Regions from separate parts of the Gossypium arboreum genome. Here region 2 is linked to region 1. Evidence: chromatin contacts called from public Hi-C data. All regions are on one chromosome and are shown on one strand. Each heading gives the region's core, a stretch centred on a gene start, on an enhancer-like site or on the middle of the called end of the contact. The rest is flanking DNA. Distances are from core to core; before and after follow the strand shown. Region 1 has its middle 12 kb from the start of LOC128285488. Region 2 holds the start of LOC108479556 (protein indeterminate-domain 4, chloroplastic-like).

Region 1 (7,519 bases), core at 1,579-4,078:
GTATAATGTATTATTAAAATTTAATAATATCCATAAAGGTTTTTTTTTTTTGCTATATTAACAAAATTTAACAACAATTTTAAAATATAAAATAATTTTTAAATTTGATTTCAAGTATTTTAATTAAATAAATAAAATTCACCCATGCCTAGCATGAGTCGTAAACTAGTTTGTATTTATACTGTAAGCTTGTAATATTGAGTAGAGTATATATCTGTCCCCAACCAATCGAAATAATTTAAACACACACCTAAGATACTATGAATTAAAGTCTCCTTTATTTATTGACATAAGATTCATAAAGTCAATATATTTTTATGTAAAATATTACGATGTATATTTAATAACTAATTTTCAAAGGCATTAAAATAAATAATAAAATATTATAAAATATATGTAAGATGTTATACACTGCAATGCATCCCTGCAGTGTATCATCCATATAAAATAGTTATTTTCACAGTTAAGAGGGTGAGAGTTAACCCTTAAAATGTAAGGGAGTGGAGAAGTTAAAAAACGGCGGAGCACATTTGAAACACTGTTTAGAAGTTGGGATGGATAGCTTGGAGTACAGACATTATAAGTGTGGTGTAGCCAGGCAGCAGTTAAAAAGGAAATGCAATTAATATGGAAATGGTGAAACTGGAATGAATCCCAACACGAATGAATGTAAACTTTTCATTAAAAACAGGGAAACATGTGAATTGAGTTTCATGCATGTGAGCTGATGGCGACACCTGGATTTCTAAGGACACATGGCGCCCACTCCTCCATTGCCCTTGCCTTGCCTCTCTTACTTTTTACTGTCTCTCTGCTCGGATTCAAGCATTTAAGAGAGAGAGACATGTTTTGACAAGCACTGCGAGTATGACCCCTACTATTTCTTTTTTTATTTTAATTCCTTCTTCTGTGTAATGGAATGTTTAAGTTTTATTAATTAAACAAATCTAATTAATCCATCTCCATTCTTCTATTTTCGCTTATTTTATATGACGGATAATTTTTCTGACAGTAGAGTTCCAGAAAAGCCTGCTAATTCTCCTTAACTTGTATACAAAAGTTAACTTATTTATTCCTACCTAAATTTTTTAAACTATTTGATAAATTATAAATTAAAGTGCAAAAATAAGCAATAACTAAAAATTAAAATTATAAAATATATTATTTATAATTGATTACGAAATAGAATTTGAGTGTTTGATAAATAAAAATTTTAAATTATAAAATTTACATCCTTAATTTTTAAACATTTTACTTTATTTTAAATAAAATTAAATTTTAAACATAATTTTTTATGAAATAATATAATGTAAAAATAAATAAAATAAAATTGAATTAATTAAAAGATTTTACTTATTTACATATCATGTTCCACACTTTTTTATAGAAAAATCTATCCAAATTATTTGTTATTTTGAATTATCAAAGGTATGTAAAAATAAATTATTGAAAATACTAATTTTGAAGTGTTTTAATTTTTTTTCTAAAACACCAACAAGAGATTTGTTTTTAAATTCAAGTTTATGGTTGACTTCATGTTCATGCTCAAGATCTAGTCTTTAGGCCACCTTTTGCTTTATATATAATAGAAAACCTATTAAACCAATCAACTGAAGTCAGTTTTCTGTCAAATAAAAAAAAAAACTGAAGTCAGTTTCAGCTCCTTTAATTATCAATTGAATTTCCATTTCACAAATTAAATTAATTTTTAATGTATTTATTAAAAATCAAAACGACCTCCCGTCAGAGTCTAAAAGCACAAAGGAAAGTAGAAACCAAACCTGAACAAATCAAATGATTCATGGTGTCACTTTTAAGCAGGAATTTTCTTTTCTTTTGGGGGTAAATTTTAACCATTTAACCTACAAATAATGACAGCAAGCAAAAGAGACGGTTGGAGGTCACGGGCAGCCAAATTTTCTCCATCAATCATCATTTTCATCAAAGCCGTAAAAAGATTCTCTAACATGAAAGAGAAAGAGAGAGAAAAAGGAGATGGGGATGGACGCAGCAACAAATATCTTTAAAATGGAATTTTAAGCGACATTACATTCCAACTAACAACTTTTCCATGTTTTTCCCATTCCCAAACCCCATCTTTTAGTATCATTGATTGATGGACTTACTCATTTTACCTCCTCCATGCAACCCATTTATAGATTCTGGACCATTGCTTACCTAAAACCATGTCTCTATATCTACCATTAATTTTCGAAGGTTGGCGTTACTTATCCAATATTAAAAATTAATCCAAAATTTGAGAGGATTTCTCTTTTATTTTAGTATTCAAAAACATGTGTACCTTCGAATCTCGACTTCTTAATCACTAAAGCATTTAACATTTCGTATCAACAGTACCTTAGAAATAACATTTTATCTTTTATTTACCTTAAAATATATCATGTGAACAAAGGAGACATGAATTACCTCGGTATAGATATGGTAGTACGGTCCAATGGTGATGGCAATTGTTATTTGGTGGGGTAGGCCGTAGACGAGGAGTAATTGTAGGGCGCCCCACCCTGGAGTGGCCCCTGCCTCTCTTCTCCTCCTCCAGCCCTCCACATGGGGGGGGCTGCTCTCCATCCCTATCCCACAAATATTCCCTCCCTCGTGCCTTGTATTACAAACCTTATGCCTACCATATACTACATGCCAATTACAAGATTTAAAAAAAGCATAATTTGCAATTTGAACTAAAAATAGTTTACGCATGAATTTTCATCACGTGGTATGTTTTTGAGTCAATCAATAGAGAAGTGTTCATTCTTGTGAAAATATATTCCTGCCCTCAACGTTTCCATCATTCAAACATCAGAACGCTAATTAACAGTTCATATCATCTGCATATCCAAATTCCCTAAACTCCGAGGCATCTTCATAGCTTACCAGAAATTTACCAATTTACTAATCTATATTACTCAGATGCTTTATTTTCTCTAAGGTGCTCTTCATTCGTCTTAATATGCTCCGTATCTATCCAAGTTATTTATTTTTCCTAAAATACGCGTGTTCAATAACTATATTTGACGCATTTGGACATGAATACAAAATATAATCCTCTGAACATGAAGAGGGAAATAATACTTTGAAAAGAAAAAAAAAATACTTAAGCCTATCAAACACATACCCATATCAAATAATCACCTCCAAAGATAACTTAGCTGCCAACTACCAAAATTTGTTCATACTGATGTAAATCCACCTCCACCAAGTAAAAGGGTTCTAAGATAATAATAATATTGGTACTCTTTACCATATCAAATGTAAGATCACAAATGAATTAGTTTCTCTTTAAGGAGAAGATGGAGCCATTCAGGAGGTGGGGTTTTGATACTTCCATCTGAAAGGCACCGAAAAATCACCATCTCTCCTGCTAATAATTTTCTCATAAATATTCTTCTATGTTGCTGTTGGCTAATTAATACCTATGTAAGGCATGCCTAAAAATTTTAAAGGTTGATTTTCCCCTCAAATGACCCTAAATCTAATAGATCAAGACAATTTTCTCTTCATCTACGAACTGATACAACAATGGGTCTTATGTGTACAAAGAATAAGCAAAAGTAAAGAAAACAAAAATCTATCACATACTAGTTTAGTTCTAGTTCATCAATAGTGATGTCAGTATTTGTCCCATCGTTTTCTCAGATGTGTCACCTTCATTCTCTATAGCAATACCCGACTCTAGCACTGCAGCATCCAGAGTCAACTTGCTTTTTGCAATCTCATAAACATTCTCATCAACAGTACCTTTAGTAACCAGCCTGCAAATGATACGAAACTATGTTAATTTTGCATCTACAAGTTCACAATGCATTGATGAGCCAAGAAGAAGAAATACAAAATGGGAAAAGAAGGGTATTTCTGAGCACCTGTATATAGTAACTGGCCTAATTTGGCCAATTCGATGGCAACGATCTTCAGCCTGCCGGTCAATCTGTGGATTAAAATCCATGTCATGGATAATTACAGTATCAGCTCCTGTCAAGTTCAAACCCTGCCCTCCAGCTCTCGTGGACAACAAGCACACAAATATTGAAGTGTCATTATTGAAATCATCAACTATAGTCTGCCTATCAGTCACCTGAGTACTGCTCAAAGTAAGATATATTCAATGCACAGATAATGTTAGAGAATGTATAGGAAAAAGAAACTGGAACAGTATGTTTATCTGCCCGTAAAAAATGCCTGCACTAGTTAAGCCTCATAGTAGAAAACTGGAACCAGCAATTTAAAAGAAAACAACAAAACTTTTATCCCATAAAGGAGGACAAAGAAAAGTCTATTGAAGCAGAATGTAAGCAACACCTTCCATCAAGCCGTTAATATGTAACTCCAATAACATCTAAAGTCCACTCTAAGATATCAAGCATTGATGTCCATTGGCTAAAAATCAGAACTCGATGCCCACTTCTCTTGAGTGAAGGGAGAAGTTTTGCTAAAGCCTGCAGCAACATAAAGCACACGCAAATGTAATTGATGCATGACGGTTAGACGGATGAGAGAGAAAGAGAATAAAGAATACCTGGCATTTAGCTGAAAGCATAACATACTCATCAGAAAGAGTTCCTTTACCACCAGTAATTCCATAGCGAATTAAAAGCTGTATTAACGATGTTTAAAACAAATATATGAATACCAAAACTAGAAAAGAAAAAAAAATTATAATTTTGGTCAAATTAGATTTAAAATTGCAAAAAGAGACGTCAGCATAAACTTAGCAGTTATAGCCGTCATTACGCAGAGAAGAAGAATAAAAGGGAATTGTATGCACAAAAGGTACTCATCAGTTTCCGATCCACTAGTCACTATTGAAATGGAATAAGCTATTTGGAAAGATAAGTTTAAATATGAATGATCACACTTGAACATACCTAATAATGAATGATCACACTTGAATGTACCTAATATTTTAATAAAAATAATGGCATTCTCTTAAGCGTAAATTAATGATGGCATTTAATACCCTATGCAGTCGATGCTTAAGAGAGGGAGTAGGCTGAAAGAACCAAAATAGTCTCTGTATTAGATACCTGATATCCATTTGGAATCTTCAAATTTGTGAGCTATGATTCAGTGTCAACATTGAGGTCTAAAACAAGTAAATTTGTGGATTAATAGCATTTGGATGAAGTGATCAATACGTGATAAATTTGTAGTTTTTTGTATTCATTATGGTCTGCTTAGAACTGAAATAAATATAACATCAATTCTAACCAGTACTTCATAGAAACTGTAACAAAACAAGCCATCCAAAATAAAGCCCTGCAAATAGGTATTTCGTTTTCATTAGGTTGTTTAAACGTCGTAATTGTAACTACATTCGATCTTTGAAAATTATGTAGGTATCAGTATGCTAAATATTATATGGACGGTGAACACCACAAGGAAGCATCCATCAACCTACTTTTATGGTTGACTGATGGTGATGGATCCATTCCACATCATAATGACCTAATATGCTTTAACCTCATGCCTCAAAGGAGAAAAGAGGACCCAAACTGGAAGACCAGAAAAATCTAAAATGAACTTGGAGCAAAACCACTAAGACTGTCCAAAAGTCAATCCACTCATATGGCCTATACAGGCCAGACCTTGGACAAGGTTTTGACAAATTTGGACCAGATCAAATTAGTATTTAATAATAAAATTATTAAAAATTAACTATAAAAATATATAACTTTTTTTTTCCTTAGTGGCTGACCACCGACTAGTGTCACGGACTTAAGATTCTTGCCTCAGAATCCATGCGGCCTCAGGCAGTTTCTTACTCCAAAAACACCAAGTCAGCCTAACTTTCACAAAAGAAGGATTCAACAGAATTCCTCCCAAAACACAACTCAAGCGAAAGCAACTCAAAGCCAACAAGATGAAAGAAGAATGAGATAAGAACAAGCCAGGGAAAATAAGAACACAAGAGAGAAAAGTTTGAGTGAATTCTCTCAAGGATTCTTCTTACTCAAAACTCAAGTGATTTCCAATGAGGGAAGAGGTCTCTTATTTATAGTTGAGCCTCTCCAAATCCAACAGTACAAAATTAAGCACATCAATGGCTAAGATTAAAAGGCACCTACCACCAAATATAAAATCATATCTTCTAAGATTACATATCTTATCTAAGATATGTAATCTTATAAAATAATATCTTGTAAGATCATGTTTCCATATTCGTCTAACTTGTAAATGGGCCTTCAATCTCTTCAAGCAACGGGCCGGTCCGATTGGGCCAAATGACCTCCTTCCTTCTTGATAGTTCACACAGATGTGTCATGGTTGCGGGCTCCCATGCGCAACCCATGACATTCTCCCCCACCAAATCTAGCGACGCCCTCGTCGCGTCCTCCGCATAGTATCGATCTATCTTGTCTTGGAATTGCCACAGGGCTTCAGCAGGTTCCCAACTCGTCTCACTATCCGGGAATCCCTTCCATCGGACTAAGTATTCGCGCCGCGGTCGGTAGTACTTACGTCTGACCACACGATCCACTTCGATGTTCTCGACCTCTCGATCATAGGCGACTTTTACACCAATTGGTGCTCGTTCAGACTTGCTTCGATTTAGGTCTTCTCCATCTTCATGGAATGGCTTAAGCATACTCACATGGAATACTGGATGGACTTTAAACTTTTCAGGCAACTCAAGCTTGTAGGCCACCTTGCCTACCTTCTTCACAATTCGAAATGGCCCCTCATACCGCCGAACGAGTCCTTTGTGTAACCCATCATGTCGCAAAATCAGGTGTAGTTTGGCAAGAACTGGGTCACCAACTTGAAATTGCACGTCCCTTCGATTTCGATCCGCCCATTTCTTGTTGCGCTTACTTGTCTTATGTAGACAAGCTCTAGCTAGATCGCTTTGCTCTTGCCAATCCCTCGCAAATCGATAAGCTGCTGGATTCGGTCCCGCATAACGAGTTGCAACTGCATTGGGTGTAAGCGGCTGTTGCCCCGTCACTATCTCAAACGGACTCTGGTTCGTTGCCCCACTTCGTTGTAAGTTATACGAAAACTGGGCCACATCCAACAACTTTGGCCAATCCTTTTGTGTTGCACTTACATAGTGTCAAGATACGTCTCCAACAATGCATTCACTCGTTCGGTTTGCCCATCGGTTTGGGGATGCATGCTAGTGGAAAAGTTTAAGTCTCGAGCCCATTAATTTGAACAACTCGTCCAAAATCGACCCGTGAATCGCCCATCTCGATCATCGATGATAGTGGGTACCCCAATACTTCACCACATGTTTAAGGAATAAGCAAGTTGCCTCCTCGGTGGACACTCCTTGGTTGCGGGGATGAAAGTTGCATACTTGAAAACCTATCCACCACAACAAAATACTCGCGAATCCATCGGATTTAGGCAAACCGTGATAAAGTCCATGGACAAACTCTCCCATGGGCGTTAGGAATGGGCAACGGTTGTAACAAACCGTGAGGGCTTTCAACTCAACCTTATCTTGTTGGCATATTAAACAAGTTTTCACATAGGTCTCCACATCATCACCCATGTGAGGCCA
Region 2 (7,519 bases), core at 2,712-5,211, 74 kb before region 1:
ATATTCTCCTCTATGAAATGCCCTAAACATTGAATCACATTGGGCATAATAAATTCTTACCATCTTTGTTTTAAGGCAAAATCAACAAGAAGAGTAAGCAAAATTAAGAAAAACACCTTGTATATAAAAAAAGGGAAAATACCTTATAATTGAGTTTAGCTAAGGATACCTTTAAAACACTTTTTGGAATGAAAACCCTAATCCATAACTGTAAATTTAAAAAACCAAAAAAGAGTTTCCCCCCTACATATTAATCCTACAAAAGCTTTGCTTGGCTTTTAGACAAGTTTTGGGCAGCCAAATTGTTGTGAGGTTGCTTGAGCCGATGACTTCACATCGGGGTTCAAAGACCCGATATTGATCCCATGTTGACCATTTCCACCCATGTTGCCTACCATTTCCCCCACTCCAAGAAAATCCAATGTTAATTTATCAGTCTCCCCGATTCTTACCCCAAGTTTTTGATGTAACTTAGCTTCATCAACGTTGGAAAAGTTGGCGTTATTGCTATGATGTTCCACTGTCATCCCATTTCCGGTGAACCCTCCGAAGTTGCTATGATCTTGTCCGAAAATGGAGGAGTTACCATTTGCAAGAGAGTTCATTAGTCCTTGAAGATTGCTATCATTCTCCATCTGTGATCTTAGACTGCCACCACTCTCGAAATTGTTAGGGGAAAAAACTTGTCTGTCGGATTTGATCCCACTAGACGAAGAACTCCCCAATCCCCGTAGCAATGAGCAAGTGTTGTTGCTTGTAGTTGAACCCATTTGAGCAGCTTTTTGAAGCAATGCAGTTGCCGACATGTTTGGAGAAATGTTCTCATGTTGCATTGAACTACTGCTATAAAGAGAGGCCATCCCCGAACCAACCTGCACATCACCCATGTTAAACTGATTACCGCTTAAAAATCCGGAATTCGAAGCTCCGCCGTTTTCGCCGGTACTTATGCTGCTCGCACCACTGTTGCTGGGAAAGAAGCCTAAATTGAAAAGATTGGCGGAATTGGGCGCCGTACTGTTAGTATTGCCTTGAAGGTCCGGAAGTTGCATAAGACCATGTAAGGGTTTGTTTATGTATGGTCCATTTCCATGATGAGATTGATGTTCTGGGAGAAAACCTTGGTTCGCCGCATCCCCCATGAAGAACGCCGGCATGTTCTGCAATGAAGAAGGATTGGACGCGGTACTGTTGAGGTGCTCGAACTTTGCGACTCCAGTGCCGCTTCCCAACCGCAACATGTTGCTCGATAATGGTTGATTCTGGGATAATCCTAAGCTCATTTGATGATGATTACCTCCAAATAGATGATGGCTTCCGATTGGGGTTAAGTTATTGGTGGGGTGCCTTCCAGTTTCTTGAGCCAATGCATCGCAAAAGGCCCGATGGGTGATGAAACTATCACGTCTGCAACAAAGATGTCATATATAAATGAGAGGGAAATTGAACAAATATATATATATATATATATATATATGTTATATATATGAGAAGAAAAGTTGTTAATAAACTTCCATTAATGAAAACCAAGGTTGAAAAATCCAACCATTTCTTTTTAATCGTTTTTACCATTTTGAGAAGAAGGTGCTTCTTAAATGAATTGAGGGAATCATTTCCCAATTGATGAAATCCCGCAGTAAATGAAAAACATATTAAAAAGAAGAAAGAAAACCCTGAAAAAGTTGTCTATTATTCATGGAAGGAATATTTTTCCATAACTGTGAAAGCCATTAACAAATGACAAAAACAGTTTCAGGCTTAGCCCAATATTTTCACCAATAAGATCATTTGAATAAACTGACTGGTAAAAAGCACAAATTAAATATTTTTTTCCCTCTTGTTCTCCAGATATATAATTGCTGCATGAAAGAATCAAGAATTTCCTCAAATTGCTCAACAAGAGAGTGACAGAAATGAGAATTGCCCCACACAGGCAAGAACCCTAACGTTTAAACAATGGCAGTAAAACATAAATATATACATACATATAAATAAATATATATGTGTAACACTCATCACATGAGAACAAATCCAGTAACAATATACTTCATGACAGCGTATGAATTAACAACACGTGAATATGAAAAAGATGAAAGGCGATGTTACCAAGGGAGAAATGAAGAAATAAAATTTTTACTAATTTTTGTTTGGTTGCCAAGAATCCTTATCAGCCATGGCAGTTTCGCAGATTATTGTTCACGTGCAACCAGTTTTTTTTTTTTTTTAAGAGTTTAAAGTGAAGAACTAGAAGAAGGAGAGAGAGAGAGCGAGAGAGAGCTAATCTTTAGATAAGTAATCCAAAAAGGTGAAACAAAAGAACAGGCTTTTATCACTGCCCAACTCCCAGTCCCCAAATCTTTCTCAAACAAATATTTTGCTCTCATGGTAACTTGGTTTGTCAACTTTGATAACCTCAGAGAAAGAAAAGTTTATATTAATGATTAAGGGAAGGATAAAAAATTACCTTGAGAAGAGAGTGCCACAGTCACATCTGTACTCCCTAGTGCCGCAAGTCTTAGAATGAGCTTTCCAATCAGATTGCACGGCATACCTCTTGGAACACTTCTCACACTTCCATTTCTTCTCCCCATGTTTTCTCGAGTAATGCTTTTTGATGCCCGTAAGGTCCCCAAGTGCCCTCGAGGGTTCATGGTGGACGCATGTGGGTTCAGGGCAAAGATAAACCTTCTTCTTCACTTCTTTTGTGCTCTTCTGCTTTAGCTTCCATGGCAGATTGTGTCCTCTTCTATGGAGCTGTAAATTCTGCTCCCTCTGAAACCCTTTGTTGCATACCTCACAGATGAATCTGTTGGTTGCCATTAAAGACTTGGGAGATAGTGCTATCACTTCCACATCTGGATCTGCTTGGTTTCATAAATGACAAAACCAAAAAAGAACCCAAGAAAATTTGGGGGAAAAGACGATAAATTTAGAAAAAAAACCCAGAATAAATTATGATGAAAGCTGACCAACTTTTGGATTAGGGTTCATTGGATTATCTTTAGTTTTTGAATTTAAAAAAAAAAAAAACTTGTTTCTTTATTGGCTTTACTCATAGGATAGATGTGGTAAAAGCCTAGAAAGAAAAAACATAAAGAGATGTATGTAAAGAGATACTTGCTTGGAGTTCCAGGTTGATTTCTCTTTTTCTTAGAGTGAGGTGCAGTGGTTGGAGCAGTTGAGGAAGTGGGTGCGGCGGATGATTGTTGTTTTATCATCGGGTTTTCATTTTCTCCGCTGTTTCCGAAGAAAGTTGCCGACGATGAAGCGGTGGCCATTCTCAATGATTATATATAACCTTTTAACTCTTTGCTTGCTTCCTTGCTATCTTATCTTGTTTCTCAGCCCAAAACTATGTGCAAACTTCTTCTTAGAAACCACCAAACCTAGAATTCAAAAAATCAATCAAATTACCTCATAATTGAAAGAAAATAAAGGGTTTGTGCCATAGGAAGGGGGGTGGGGGGGATGGTTTGCATCCCCTTCAGCTCTCTTTCGAAAATCTTGCAAGGAATCAATAAAATAAGAAACAAGAAGACAAAAACCAGAGAAAAGGAAAAAATAATAATGAAAACTAGAGATAAAAAGCCCACAAAATACCAAGAAGGAAGTATCTAAGGAGACAGCAACAATCCGGAGTTGAAGAGAAAGAAAACAATCTAAATTATAGACTCCTCATAATTTCTTCTTCAAATTGTTGTTGATTTTTTTTTCTTATAAAATATATGACTTACACTTGCAAACTTGAAGTATTTCATGTCACATATATGCATGTATGCATGTATGTATGTATGTATAGACAAAAACAAATACATACACGTTTATCCCTTATGCTAACCCCTCTCTCTCTTTCCTCTGGTGTATTCTTATGATAATTTATCTCATTTCTCAATCCTTTTTGTTGTACTTGTAGAATATAAAATTCCCCTTTCGTTTTTGGTACAAACAAAAAAAAAAAAATCCCATTTGCTTCTTACTTTAAGAAATATATATACACATTTTTTCAAAAAGAAATATAATTTTTCGAAACTTAAAGAAGATCGGATTTTACAAGAGGAGTTAGAATAATGACGGATATCTCATTTATTTAATTTTAGATTTTTAAATCTATTCAAAGGACACTTGTAATTCTTCTAACCGTATTTATGAAACTTTTGTACCTTATAATAGTTATTAATTAAATTCATATTTAGTTACAATACTTAAATAATAAAATATATTTTATTTAAATATAATTACAAATTTATCAATAATAAAATTAAAATAAATTATTAAAATTTTAATATGTTTTAAATAATACAAATATACTTTAGAATCAAATCAAACCAATTAAATATCAAAACTAAACAAAAGAAATTTTTGTTTAGTTAAACTCGAATCTTGTTCAACTTAACCCTACCTTTATTGAGAGGAGGTTGTTGAATCAACTCAAAGCAAAGCCATGCCTAAACTAGATAAAGAAAATATTTTTGTTCAAATATGATCTGAACTCAATTCGACTTGATCCAACCTTTATTGGGAAAAAATGGTTGTTGAATCGAATCAAACCAAGCCCATATAAAAACTTAGCAAAGTACTTCTGTTGGAAGAGATTATTATTGAATTAAATAGAACCCTCGTCAAAACTAAGAAAAGGTATTCACCTTTTTTATTCGAATTCGATCTAAAATTTTATTCGACCTGACTTTATTACTTCTATAGAAAAGGACGTCGTTGAATTAAATCAAATCAAATCCACATTAAAACTAAATAAAAATTATTCAAGTCTGAATCTGATTCAACAAAATCTTAATTCTATTAAAGCGGAGGCTATTGAAATGAATAAAACTAAACTCATGCCAAAACTAAACACAAAAGTGAATTTTTGTTCAAACTTTATCTGAACTTAATTAGACTTAACCTTAATTCTATATAAAAAAAAGTTATTGAATAGAACAAATTAAATTGAATGCATGTCAAAATTATCCCAAAAGTCAAACTCAGTCTGAACTCAACATGACTCTATCTTTATCATAAAGAAAGTTATTAAATCGAATAAATAAAATTTATATAAAAATTAAATAAAATAAAAAAAATTAAAATTCGATCCAAACCCGACCAGAAGAGGAGGTTGTTGGTATGAGGATTGATGCAGGAAAATGTGTCGTTATGCGGAGGGGCCACCAACATGCATATAAGCCTTACCCTCTGCCCAGCTCTCCTTCTCTTATTTCGTATCTTCTTACCAGCTTCAAGACAAAACCCTCTCTTTCCTCCTTAACGATGAATCAATTTCTTTAAACTGTTTACTGATTTTTTAAGTTACTGAACAACAGTTGATACATAAACACTGCTAAAGGATTCAACTTGCTCTACTGATAATTTTGCCATTCTGTCATCATAAATTTTATTTCTTTTTATCATTTAATAAACTTTATTTTATTTCAAATAAAATAGAATATAGTAATTACTGTTTTGAGCTTTTATTAATAAATAATTTTCTATAATGCGAGCGAAACACGTCATAAAATATGAAATTTTATTTATTTTCTATTTTTATTTTAAATTCTCACTAATTACATTGACATCTCATATATAGGAAATAATATATTTCAATATATTTAAATTTACGTCATCCTATATCGACAATAATATTTATTTCAAATAAGTCATGATTTTAGAATAACTAACATATGAGAAAATAAACTTTTGAACACTCGTACAAGAATGAGGCGAAATGGATAAAGTAGTTTTGCCCCACTCTAGTGCTATCCTTTAAAAAGAGAAATGTTATTTTTCATACCATTTTTAATCTACTTTTAAATTTTTAAAATCATAATTAATTACTAGAAACTCTAAGTTTAAAAATAAAATATAATGAATAATAAAATGTAAAGTTTGAAACTAATTAATAATAACATATTAGATATGTGTGATATTAAAATAAATTAAATAATGAGTAGAACGAAATTTAAACAATAAATACATTATATTACATATTATATGCAATACAATTATTTATCATGATATTGTCATTAATCCAAAGTTGGTGTTAAGTTAATTTGTTACACCAACTTAATCAACAATATTATTAATAGAAAATTCAATCACACATGTATGCATATGAAAACTATGTATTTAGAACATAAAGGCGTGTTTAAATTGTAACACCAACTCAATTAACAATATTATCAACCTAAAAGTTTGTTGAATTTTCCATGCTAGATAGTATAGATATTTGTTGCTTAGCATAAATAATTTATATATGGTGGGATTTGAACCATGACATTTGCATGAATAAAACTTTAATTTTTACCATTCAATCAAAGTTTTATCTTAGTCCATAGTTTAAAACAATTTAATTACATAAACCTAAAAGTCATGCAAGGTAATAGAGCTCAGTCAAGTTACTACGAACCTTAATTTATTCTGGGTCAGACATAAATTAAGCATGCACATTTCAATTGTTGTGTTTATGTGGTTAGGATCACTCAGCTAATTCTAATGCATCCAATCACGTATTATTGAAATACATACTTGAGTTTAATTTAAAACATGATCAACTGAAGCACAAACACGATAAACATGATTTAAACAAATTTCATTGAATTAATGCAATCATCATAGCTAAACAGAATTAAGTTACCATTGTTGATGACAAGATAATAAAGCACATTGCAAACCAGCTTAAATTAAAATAACAAAGTAAAAGAAGAATAAACTCTGTCGAATCAGCAATCTCGTGACTCTGATTGAAGATGTTCTCCTCCGATCCTTGTGTTGCTCTTTTGCTAATGGCTCCTCAAGGTGGTCGGCCAAGAGATGATCTTCTCAAGGTTTTGCTGGCAAAAAGATAATGAAAAAATGGGATGTTATGCGTAGGAATGAAGAGAGGAAAGAATGAGAGAAAGAATGCTTATGAAATGAGAGATGAAGGAAATGAGTAAGGGATGTATGGATGTATTAGAATTAGCTGATGGATCCTAACCAGACGATGGCTAATAGAGACTATAATTGAAATGTGCATGTTTAATTTATGTCCGACCCAGAATAAATAAAGGTTCATAATAACTTGACCAAGCTCTATTACCTTGCATGGCTTTTAAGTTTATGTGATTAAATTGTTTCAAACCCAGTCCTTGTTACTTCACATGAATACTAAGAAACCCTTAGCTTAATATGATCAGTAAAATGTATGTTTTACTAAGTAAAAGATTCTGAAAGGACTTAATTTGGTTTCAAGCCAATGAAAGATCGAGTTGCCATGGAATATTTTCCAAACACTGTTAAGCATAAGAAAAATGAATTAAGTTGAATGATGTAATTATCTTAGCTTATTCATGTTATTGATTGTTGAATTTTGTGTTTTTGCTACCAAACTCATTTCATACATTTCATCTCATACTTTGCATTTTGATTAAAATTGCATTAGGGATCATTTTACATTCAGTAATTATTTTTTACGTCACGCCACTCAGAAATATTGTGTTTTTATCACCATATTATTAGCTCTAATTTTACAATTAATTGATTAACATAC

Evidence for each region. Hi-C and Micro-C count contacts between places; a contact is called where the count stands out from the background.
Region 2: a Hi-C map of leaf shows a contact between it and region 1, with 2.7 times the contacts expected there. The contact joins the promoter of LOC108479556 here to the enhancer-like site in region 1. A contact is called at or near these places in 3 of 5 Hi-C or Micro-C datasets (all in leaf).

What each region holds. Positions count from the first base shown.
Region 1 is chr12:102,724,435-102,731,953 of ASM2569848v2, reverse strand. It overlaps the pseudogene LOC108479836. Among protein-coding and RNA genes, the nearest start is that of LOC128285488, 12 kb to the left of the region's middle. Within about 2 kb of position 2,828, at least 2 of the 2 cell types and tissues checked have an H3K27ac peak or open chromatin away from gene starts, as enhancers often do. A contact at or near this core is called in leaf, where this site is marked.
Region 2 is chr12:102,799,898-102,807,416 of ASM2569848v2, reverse strand. It overlaps LOC108479556 (protein indeterminate-domain 4, chloroplastic-like), which reads right to left and starts at 3,961. Exons shown (of 4, transcript XM_053023145.1): 1 at 3,818-3,961; 2 at 3,122-3,386; 3 at 2,465-2,861; 4 at 104-1,407. The coding sequence starts at 3,278. The coding sequence ends at 279.